3 separate regions of the Sus scrofa genome follow, and all the other regions are linked to region 2. The links are chromatin contacts, called in public HiChIP or PLAC-seq maps. All regions are on one chromosome and are shown on one strand. The core of a region is the stretch at or near the end of the contact, and the rest is flanking DNA. Distances in the headings are between cores, read along the strand shown.

The links. HiChIP or PLAC-seq counts read pairs in DNA pulled down with a chosen protein or histone mark.
Region 1: an H3K27ac HiChIP or PLAC-seq map of skeletal muscle shows a contact between it and region 2. The contact joins the promoter of CXCR5 here to the promoter of DDX6 in region 2. A contact is called at or near these places in 3 of 5 promoter capture datasets (fetal liver, fetal skeletal muscle and liver), 14 of 47 Hi-C or Micro-C datasets (alveolar macrophages, blood, embryonic fibroblasts and 5 more) and 2 of 2 datasets of contacts at active chromatin or transcription factors (alveolar macrophages and skeletal muscle).
Region 3: a contact with region 2 is called in an H3K27ac HiChIP or PLAC-seq map of skeletal muscle. The contact joins the promoter of BCL9L here to the promoter of DDX6 in region 2. A contact is called at or near these places in 5 of 5 promoter capture datasets (fetal liver, fetal skeletal muscle, liver and 1 more), 12 of 47 Hi-C or Micro-C datasets (brain, embryonic fibroblasts, fetal heart ventricle and 8 more) and 2 of 2 datasets of contacts at active chromatin or transcription factors (alveolar macrophages and skeletal muscle).

The regions. Positions count from the first base shown.
Region 1 is chr9:46,132,766-46,136,180 of Sscrofa11.1, forward strand. It overlaps CXCR5 (C-X-C chemokine receptor type 5), which reads left to right and starts at 1,478. Exons shown (of 2, transcript XM_003129915.4): 1 at 1,478-1,699. The coding sequence starts at 1,643. It overlaps LOC110255440 (a long non-coding RNA gene), which reads right to left and starts at 1,436. Exons shown (of 3, transcript XR_002335670.1): 1 at 1-1,436.
Region 2 is chr9:46,061,938-46,065,423 of Sscrofa11.1, forward strand. It overlaps DDX6 (probable ATP-dependent RNA helicase DDX6), which reads right to left and starts at 1,320. Exons shown (of 13, transcript XM_021062947.1): 1 at 1,207-1,320. It overlaps LOC106504894 (proline-rich receptor-like protein kinase PERK2), which reads left to right. Exons shown (of 2, transcript XM_013979478.1): 2 at 653-1,450. The coding sequence ends at 1,450.
Region 3 is chr9:46,173,260-46,176,991 of Sscrofa11.1, forward strand. It overlaps BCL9L (B-cell CLL/lymphoma 9-like protein), which reads right to left and starts at 1,793. Exons shown (of 11, transcript XM_013979456.2): 1 at 981-1,793.

The sequences.
Region 1 (3,415 bases), core at 228-2,727, 71 kb after region 2:
CTCCCGTCCAATTTCTCCATGACTTTCTATACTGTATCGCTTCTTGATCAGTGTTTTCACAGCAGCAGAAGCTAAGTTTTATATATCTATACATATATATCCGTGGGTTGGAGGGGCAGGGATGTTGGGGTGGGTGGGGCTGGAAGAATGGAGAGTACGCAGGAAACACCAGGGCAGCTTCCTCCTCAAGGTTTCAGGACCAGAAGTGCAAAGAGCTCTGGCCCCATGTCCCGAAATTCTTCCTCCTTGACAGCTGTTGCTAAAGGCAGAGAGTGGAAAGAAAGTTCTTGCCAGTAAAAAAGAGGCTGGAAACGCTTTGAGTTGTTGAAACCTAAGAAAGATGTATCTGTTAGGGGTGATGAGAGGGAGAAAAGGGGAAGACGCCTAAGGAGGCAGAGGAGAAGAAGGGCACTAGGAAAGGCAGGGTCCCACGAAGGGCAGCTTGGCTGGAAATGGAGGCTGAAGTGGGCAGAGGAGCGGCGCGCGTCCTGTGCGGGTGCCTTGGCATGTGCAGCATGGTTTCTGTATCAGTGCGGACCTCTCCTGGATGAAAAAGCACGAAGATGAGGCTTGGAGGGCAAGTTGATCGATATCTACAAAAGAGCTTCTTAAAGGTAAGGTTCCACGGGCAGGGCAGAGCGGAGGGAAAGGAAAAGCTTCCGTGAGCCTGTAAGAGTGGCAGCCTGGAGGGCAGAGGAAACACTGAATATGGAGTCAGGAGGCTTGAGTTCAAGTCCCGGCCCTGCCGCTGGTTGGCTGTGGGTCTCTCCCCTGCTCTGGGCCTCAGGGTCCTCCCATGTCAACGTCTGTTTAGCTGGGTCGTCTGTGATATTAATAATTTACATGCAAACCTAGTTCCTTCACGATTTTTTCAGTCAGAAAATGACTCTTCAGGGACTATGTTTTGCGCTGGGTGATTTGGGTAATTTCATTTTGTCTTCCAGTAATCCTTCAGGGTTGCTCCCTTTGAACACTCCTAACCTATCTCCTCTGACCTTGAGCTGGAAGGAAAGGGGTCTGGCCCCTGTTTGGGTAAAAGGATGGAGGCAAGCAGGGTGTCCCAGTCTGCCTGGAACTGAGGGGTTTCCCAGGACAAGGGACTTTCAGTCCTGGGCACCCTGGATGCTGGGTGGCCCTCGTGGTGAGAAAGATGTCGGTTTGGAGGCAGCTTGGAGGAGAGGGCCTGGAAGAGCTCGCCTCCTCTTCCCTTTCTGGGTGGAGTTCCCCACGAAGCCCCCTACCCATGTGGTTTTGATTACAAGGTGCACCTCCCTGGCAGGAGGCTGGTAGAGCTACAGGGAGGAGAAGCGAGGGGTGCCTTCAAACCTGTCACAAGCCCATTTGAGACAACTACTGCCAGGAAAGAAGATGAAATGCTTGACTAGCATTGATGCTGTGGGGATTTTCCCTTTTTCTTCAAAAAAAAAAAAAAAAAAAAAAAAAAAACAGAAAAGACCCAGTGGAAAAAAAAAAAAAGTGATGAGTTGTGAGACAGGCCCTGGGTCCTAAGCAGCCCCAGGAGACAGCGCGCAGTTCATTTGTTTAAATTTGCAGCTGACGGCTGCCACCTCTCTATAGGGACCAGGCAGAGAAGCTCTCAACATCAGGCACTGGCCAGACCGGTGACGGACAGCTACAAACCATGAACTACCCCCTAACCCTGGACATGGAATTCACGAACTACAACCTGGAGAACCTGGTGAGTAGGGACAGATAGCTCCTGGTCACCTGGGCCAGGCCCTACTTGGAATTCTAAATATCCTGTGCCCAGGGCCCAAGGCGGAGGGGATGGCCCAAGAGTCCCCTCCCGCTGTGGATCGGCAGAGTCTGGACAGGCCCCTGGGTGCTTGCCTTATAAAGTTTGATTGCTCATTCCATGAAGGAAGCAGATAAGTAGAGCCGTTGCCTTAGTACCCTTTGGAGAGGGGTGGAATGATGGGTTCAGGTCCTGCCTCCTCTCTGACCTGCTCTGTGTCCTAGAACAAGTCACTTTGCCTCCCCATTCTTCCATGGGACCCTCTCCCTCGTCTCTTAGGGCTGGAATAAGGAGGAGACGGGGAAGCGCTTTAGAGCTTTTCTCAACCTCAGGAGGCTGGCGTTGCGAGTCGCCCAGTGCATATTTATTCATCTCTTGCTTTATGAGTCGATCACTGCAGCATGACATTGTAACTTGGATAGAGAAGTTGAGAGCCTGGTCTTGGCCCTCAAACAGCTGACGGGCTAGCCAAGAAGAAACCACGTACGCACTCTTGGACAATGATTATGTGCTGAACCGAGGCAGTGTGGGACCAGGTGGTCAGCAAGAGAGGAGCCCATGGGCTGGGGTCAGGAGGCCAGGGAGCCAGGCTGGTATCAGCTGGTGGAAGAACTCTGTGTTTGTCCTAGAAAGGTCCTAGAGCATGGTGTGACCTCCCTCGGGGGACTGGGCTCTCTAGAGACAAGGTATTCTTGGGTGGGCTAAGAAAATGGTCCCCAGCATCATTCTCTGCCACCCATCCAAGGAAGCAGAGTAGCACAGCTGACTTGGTTGTCACTGGGTCCCCAAAAAATATAGAGAGAGACCACTCAACCAAAAACCCGAGGGTCCTGTGTGGGGGCAGCAGGCTACCGTTTGTAAGAATCTTTTGGAAACTTCTTTGTGGTTCCTTTCCCCCCACGGCCAAGGGTACCTCTAGGGAGAGAGCTTCTCTCTGAGCCGCATTCTAGGCTAGATCACGAAGGATCCAAACCCAAGGATATAGGTCTCTCCTATACCCACCTGCTCTCCGGACCCTAACCTCGCCCTCTGGTCCCTGACTCCCTGGCTGGAGTCTACACTGTAACTTCGCCCACCGTGTTCCCAGACTTGCTTGGATCTCACTTGCCAAGATCCCAAGGCTCAGAAGTATAAGTCGAACATGGGGAGGTGGGAGGCAAAGCAAATTCCCCAAAGTCTGGCCTCTCGGATCCAATCCGCTGTTAAAAGCAGAGCGCCAGACCCGTCAGTCTGATCAGATCTGCTGCCTCATTGGTGGGACCCACAGCAAAATGAACATGCAGGTTCCCTATTAAGAATTTCAAGAGAGCAACAACCAAGCACCTGACCCCAGCACTGGGCTCTTCGAGGTGGAGGACGCTGCGTGACGGGACTGGTCGCACTCACAGAAATCCGGCCCTGAGTCTAATCAGACTAAAGCCCCACAGCCTGACAAGGCGTTGTGCCTCCACCCTGGCCCCCAGTCCTGGCCCCTGGCCTCACCTGGTTAGGTTACTGGGTATCTTTCCCTGCCCCCAGCTTCAAGCTGACCACGAGCCCTGACCCAGTTGGCTATCACAGGAACCAACTCAAGACCTGGCTGGTTCTGGATTCTGAGAAACCTCAAGAGTTCCTCTAACTGCACACCTCACTCCACACATGACCTACTAGAGACAGCCA
Region 2 (3,486 bases), core at 70-2,569:
GATTTGCAAGTTATATTTCTACATTTTCAAAAATACGAACGACACACAGACTAGTTGGGAGGAGCCCCTAGCGGAGTTAATTACAGCACTTTCCAGATCGTAGTTAGCAACTGACAGTTTCACACGCCAAACTGTACCGTCATCTCCAAAAAGACCTTTTGTTTGCAAATGCAGCGCAGTTTCTCTAAGCTTGGTGTGCAAGTTAGAGTGACTGTTCTATTTTGAAGGGATGAGGGGACTGTCGAAGAGAAAGGGGACTGGGCGATAAGGGAAAGAAACAAGCCAATGATTCGAGCTCCCTAATTGTAGGGAAATCATTTCTTGCTTCTATCTTCTCACCCCCACCCAAAAAAACCCACACACTTCAAGTCAGCTCTCTGGACCCATAAACACAAAAGGGCTGGAGCCCTGCAATCGTATCTGCGCAACAAGAGCAGGGAACCAGCTCCGCGGGTAGGGAACAATAGGGACTCCCCCAAAAAGGCCCCAAAGAGAAACCCTTAAGTCAGAAGGCCTGTTCTTTTCTCCAAGAATCCGGGGCTCCAAGATCACCGCCTTGTTATTGACCTACACGGCCTTACTCAGATCAAACAGCCGGTCCTCTTCCAAACCAAGCTCTCCCGACACCGCATATCCCTGCCGCCCCCTATAGGGCCGCCTTTTACCCAGTAACCTCCACCATCTCCCTAAGTCCTTGCTGCCTCCTACGGTCCCACCTTCCCTCATCTTCTACAAAACTCCTCTGCGAACTTCGCCCGCTCCTTCTCCAGACCCTGTCGCGCACCACATTGCTCCATCCTACTCCTCCCGGGCGCCCCCACCCCACACAGCTGCCGCCCGCCACCCGCCTTCCTCCCCAGGGCCCGGCCAGGCCTCAGGCCTCCACCTCAGACCCCCTTTCAGAGCTGCCGGGGGGCTACCCGCAGCCTCGGCGTCAACGCCGACCTCCACCCCCCCGCCTCACCCCACTTCCCGCGGCTCGAGCCCGAGTCCTACCACCGAGGCCACTCCCGCTCGGCACCCCCGGTCCTTTATTGTTGACTCGAAGCTCCCAAAATGGCGGCCGCTCCTTCCTCCTCGGAAACCTCCGCCCGCCCCCACCCGGCCCCTCGCTTCGGCCTCCTCCCGCCCCGCCCCCGCTCAGCTGCCAGGGCTGCACTGCCGACCAGCCAGCGCCTGCCCGCTCCCGGGGCCGTCCAGCCCTACCTCCGCCGCTGCCCGCGCTCAAGGCGCCGTCGAAGCCGCCGCCCGGACTGAGCTAACTCGGCTCCCCCGCTCCCTGCCCCCCTCCTCCCTGCGTTCTCCGCATGGCGGCCGCTGCGGCTCCTCCTCCGCGCAAGATGGCGAGACTCCGGCCGCCGCCGCAGCTGTGTCGGCCGCGGCGTCTCAGTCTGTCCTGCTTCGCGACAGGACAAATCCTGGCCAGGGAACCTACCCGAGGAGAAAATGAAGGCCTGTGCTTTCCTACGGATCCGGGACTCACGGGGCCCCGGTGGAGGGGAAGTCGGAAGGGAAATACGGCTCCCTTTCTGAAGGGAAAGGAGGGCTGCTCTTTCTACAGCTGAGGAGAAATGATAGGGGAATGGTCGCTGGGAAGGGTCCCCCTAGAGTGGAAATCGGGAGCGTGGGACCTGAGGAGGATCTGCTTTTTCCTGACCAAAGACCGGGTAGCGGCTCGGGGACGGGAGAGCTGACCTGACATCTCCCGCGGGCGAAGGAGGCTGCTGCAGGACCGAGGGGTCGCGTCCGAGCCCCTCCGGCCTCCATCCAGGAACACGCGGAACCAGTAGTCTGGAGGCGCCAGCGCGCGCCGGGGTTTGGGCACCGGAAGGGGGGCCAGCCGGGACCGGTGCAGCGGGGAGAACCCCGGGGAGCGCGCGGGGCTGGGGACAGGGGGCGCTGTGTCAGGGCAAGCGGGGGGTGGGGGAGACTGTAGAGGCGGATCTGGCGCGGGGGTGTTGGGATGCTGAGTAGCCAAGGTGCGACCACGGCCGGAACCCGGAGAGCGAGCCTCAGGAAAGAGAATGGGACACTGGGGCAGCGATCCTCCTCGCTCTGCTCCAAAGAGCAATTCTCAGAGAGGGAACCAGGGAGGCCTAGCCTCTCCCAAAGGAAAGAAACACTGAGTCAGTTATTATAGGAATAAGAGCTCTGCACATAAATGGGGAACCAGAAGACCGAAGGCGACTCCCTTTCCAGATTGACCCTCATCAGAAAGATAATTATGTATTTATACCCATAAATATTTTTCACATCTGAATGTCTCCGTTTATCCTTAACAAAAATAACAGGAATGGACTCTTGTTCCAGGTAAAACAAGAACTGGAAGCTAGAACGTTTAAGTTAGGTCCAGGGAAAATATAAACCTGGGTCTCACCCAGCTGAGAGACAATATACAGGGCAATGACCAAACCATGTGTTGACGACCCTCAACTTCTGCTTCCAGTAGCACGAGAGGCGAAACCACAGCCTCTGCAGTGACGGAAGGGGCAAAAAACTTCGTCGTTGACTGCCAGCTTCCCGAATTTTTGCCCCTGCTCCCAACTCGGGACCAATCAGAGAAAGCCAAATATATTCCCTCAAACCAATCACTTAAGATGCCCAGTTTCTAGTTAGCCCGCCTCCAGCTACCCCGTGTTAACAACCTCCAATCAGAGCATACCCTGAAGCTTTACCGCCGCCCCCTGCCCTTTTTTTTTAATTTAATTTTTTTTTTTTTTTTTTTTTTTTTTTTTAAACTGCCGGCCTCTAAGTCTACCAAACTAAGAGAAGGCGGCTGGCTCCCTTGTTACAGCAAGCTTTGAATGAATAGCCTGTTCTCATTGGTGGTCTTCGTTTATTTTATTTCCACACAGCCTAAGGAAAGGTGGTAGAGAAGTGTGAAAAAGCTGTTCTTGAGATTTTTTAATTCCCTTTAATTTGTTCATCTAAATTTGTAGTATGTGGTCTCCCACCCAGCTTTTAAAACATCCACTCATTTAAGGGAATAACTGGCATCTTGTGCCCATCCCGGAGAAAGAATGGCTAAGTGGTTCTTTAAGAAAATGTTGAAGTATGAGGCCTCACTGTCTTTCCAAGTAGCAGGAATGTGAAGGGGAGGAGAGCAAAAAGGGAGTGGGAGGGAGGAGAGCCTAGGGATTTAAAACAGGCCACAGCCCGCTCAGGTCTCTTTCCCTAGACCGCTCAGACCAGCCAAAGGAAAGGGATGTGTTCATAAATAAACTGTTACCTTCAAAGGGGGCCTGACTGAGGTCTTGACAAAAACCAAAAGTGAGGTGCCATTTCTTCTGCAGCCAAGAGCAGAATATGAAATAGCTGCCTATTCTCACCTAAAAATCTGCCAGGGTTAAAACCTTTCAAGAGTCTGCATAATATTGTTATAAGATTGTCAGATATCCCTCCAGTTTGTTTATGTCAGCCCTTTTCAGCTTTCCGATGAGAAATATAGATGATATAGAATTAAACTATTAACCCTTGGCCCTTTTC
Region 3 (3,732 bases), core at 543-3,042, 110 kb after region 2:
CCGGCTCACCTCTCCCAGAGCCACACTTTTCCTTCCTACAGCAGGGGCCCCCCTGACACAGACACAGCCCCACAGCCCAAGCAGCAGACAGACAGAAGGAGGAGGGAGGAGGGGGTGTCAGAAAAACCCGGAAGGAAGGAAGCTGGACAGACAGACAGAAGCTGATCCTGGCTTCACTGCTCCAGAGAGACACCCTCCGGACTCCCAGACTGTGAGGGACACTCTCAGCTCCCAAGAGGGAGAAGGGGAGAGTACATCTCAGTGTCCCCTGAAACCAAATGCCAGCAGCCCTGGGATAGGACATAGCCCAGCCAAGCAAGCAGCCCGAAGCCTCCCTTCGCTTCCCCACATTTCTCCCCCAAGGGCTCCTCTGGACCAAGGCAGGGGCTGCCTCCCCTTAGCAGTGCAGAGACACCTCCAAGGAACTCTGTGACTGCCCCACCCCACCCCCAGCCAAGCCCACATCACATAGAATCCTTGGCAGGGGTGACTCCTCCAGTCACAGCCCCTGCAGGTCCTAGACAGTGCTTGGGGACAGAGGGTGACCCCCAGCAATCCCCATTCCTAATGCACCTCCTTCTGGAGGCTCCCATGAGCCAGGAGAGGAGTGCTGGGGTGCTGAGACCCAAGGGGTTGGTGAGCCTGGAAGGGGGACTACATCTCCCAGAAGCCCCCAGGGCAGGGTTGCTGCTCCAGCTGGCCCAAGGCCGGCCTTGTTCTCTGCGCTAGGGTGGCAGGGTCCCCTGACTGCCCCTAATCCCTCCCGTCTGTGTTCTGGGGTTGCCAACCTGATTGGGGGCCCAAGAGTAGCCTCCACTAACCCTGGGAGCAACCCTCCCTCAAACAGCCTGGGGGTGCATGCCAGAGGGCAAGGGACAATCAGCCAGTGTTCCCCCCTCCCCAATTCGAAGTGGATCTCCCTTCTCACGCCTCTGCTGGCCTGGCATGACTTTCGCCCTCGGCCCCAGCCCACCCCTCACCTCGCGCGGGTCGGGGGTCCTCACGCCAGGCCGGAGCTGGACGCCATGACCAGGTCAGGGTCGGTGGGTGGATTGGGGTCCTCCTGCTCGCCAGTTGGAGGTGCGGAGGGGGGCAGGCAGGCAGTGATCTTTTGATCCTGGACGCCTTGATCTCAGTACCAGCACGGCCCGGGAGTGGGTATCCGGGGGTCGCTGGGCGCCTGGGTTCCTGCCTCCCAACCGCGGAGCATGGTCGTGGGCGCCCGGCAGCGGCGGGAGAACGCGCACAACAGCCCGGCCCGGGGCTCGGGGCTGGGGTCTCGGCCCCGAACCTCACGGCTCCGGCTCCTGCTCCTCCTCCCTTCCTTCCTTCCTTCCTTCCTTCGCCTCCTCCTTTCACTTTCCCCGAGGCCCGCGGGGACGGCGGGCGCGGGGCGGGGAGGGGGCTGTCTGGGCGCTTATTGTTGGTCGGACGCCGAGGGTCCAGGTCGCAGCCCCCGGGCGGCGCGGCGCCGGGGGACCCAGGCGTGCGGGTGTCCGGCCGGCTGGCTCCGGGCGGCGGCGGTGGTGCAGCGGCCCCGAGTCCGGGGCATGTCCGGCCACTGGCTCAGCCGCTCGCCGCCGCCTCCCCGGGCTCCCCTGCGCTGCCGGAGCCTCGCTCGCCCCTCCACTCGGCTCCGCTCCCCAGCCTGAATAAGCATCGGGGCTCTCTGGCTGCCTCCTTCTGCCTTCATACCAGAGCCCGGAGAGGCCCCTGTCAAAATAAGAGCTCCCCCATCTCGCTCGCCTCCTCGCCCAACCCGGCTCCCCCAGCCTCCCAGTGGTCTGACTCGGTAAGGCGCCCGGCCGGCTTGCGGGAGGCAGGTTGGCCCGGGGGCGGGGAGGGGGCGTCTATCTCTCTCTCCTCCCCATTCCCGAGGACTGGGGAGGAGGCGCGCTAACATCTCAGGCTAGGGAGAGGTTTGACAAACACACCCTCCTATCTACACTGATTGGAAGGAGTGGGAGTTGCCTAGACTCCCCCAACCCCCAACACACACACACACACACACACACACACACACACAACTGGGTCCCTCTCGGTTGTACCCACCCACATTCATTATGCACTGAGCATCTCTTTATTCATCTCTCTTTCCTAGTAGACCATGAGGTCCTTGAGGATGTAGACTAAATTTTTTCATCTCAATCCTCAGCATCACAAAGTGGATGCTAAGAAAATGTTTGTAGAAGTAAAACCATTGTTCTCTCAAAAGAGCTCTCTCCTAACCTCAAAGTGCTACACACACACACACACACACACACACACACACACACACACAAGGAGACCCTATAGGTGAGTAGGTGCAGTGAAAAAGAAATTGTCAGGCACTATTTTAAAGCATTTCACATATGTTATTTCAACGTGTGCCACAAACCTGTGAGAAAGATGTTATGGCCCCATAATACTGATGAGGAAACAGAGGCTTGCATTAGTTAAGGACTTCCTCAGGGTTACACAGCTAGAAAGTGGTAAGCCCAGGACTAGAGTTTGGGTGTCCTTACCCCAAGGCACTTTCCCTGTATCCCACTGCCCCCTGCACCCAAAATACCAACAAGTAACAAGCATTGCTGGCTTCAGAAATGAAGGGCACTAGCAAGCTCCCTTGTTCTTGCTATTTGTTTCCTCTGATCTGTCCCCTGCCCCTCCTCACAGACGCCCCCAGATGGCTCTAGCCCTCACTGACCTCCGTCTCTTTTGATCATCTATTACATCTGTGCTACCCAACCGAGTACCTACTTGTATGTTTTATCTTGTTTCTCCTGTGTGTATATCTGGTTACCCCCAAAAACTCTTGGGGCCCCAAACCATACCTCCTAAGCTTCTTTATTCCCCACAGCACACGAGTGCTGGGCTCATAGTAGGGATTCAGTAAACATACACTTGATAGGTTGATGGTGCTCACAGCTGGGTACTGGGCAAGCTCTGGGGAGGCACAGCTGGAAAAGAGGGAGAAATCCTGAAAGAAGATAACATAACAACCCCTGTGGGTGCCTAACATGGAAGTTTACAAAGCATTTTTATACACACTAACTCTTGGTCATCATTTGAGCCAATGAGCGAAACTTCCCCAAGTGCCTACTATGTCAAGACCAAGCATCGTTAGGGATTGGACCATCACAACCCTATGAGATAGGTGTTATTCTCACTTAAAACTTGAAGTTCCCGTCGTGGCTCAGTGGTTAACGAATCTGGCTAGGAACCATGAGGTTTCAGGTTTGATCCCTAGCCTTGCTCAGTGGGTTAAGGATCCAGTGTTGCCATGAGCTGTGGTGTAGGTCGCAGACGCGGGTCAGATCCCGCGTGGCTGTAGCTCCAATTCGACCCCTAGCCTGGGAGCCTCCATATGCCATGTGTGCGGCCCTAGATAAGACAAAAAAAAAAAAAAAAAAAAAACCCAAAAAACTGAATCCCAGAGAGGCTGAGCTCTGGTTTGAAAGTTCCCAGAGCCTAGGATGGTACCTGACCCATGGAAAGAGGCCTTAATCTCATCTCCCCTCTCCAGGGTCCTGTGGGAATAAGATAGGCCACAAGATAACATTTGAGCCACATTTCTCAAAAAAGGATGCTTGTCAGGTCCACCCAATTACGTGGATCAGTTTCCCATTACATACATGATGAGCCACATGGGCTTGTGATGGTCCATTTGGCACAATGCCCGGTTCATGGTTCATAGCAGGTCCAGAAAACAATGTTTGTAGGAGTGAGTGATGGCTCTGTTGCAAGGGGTCT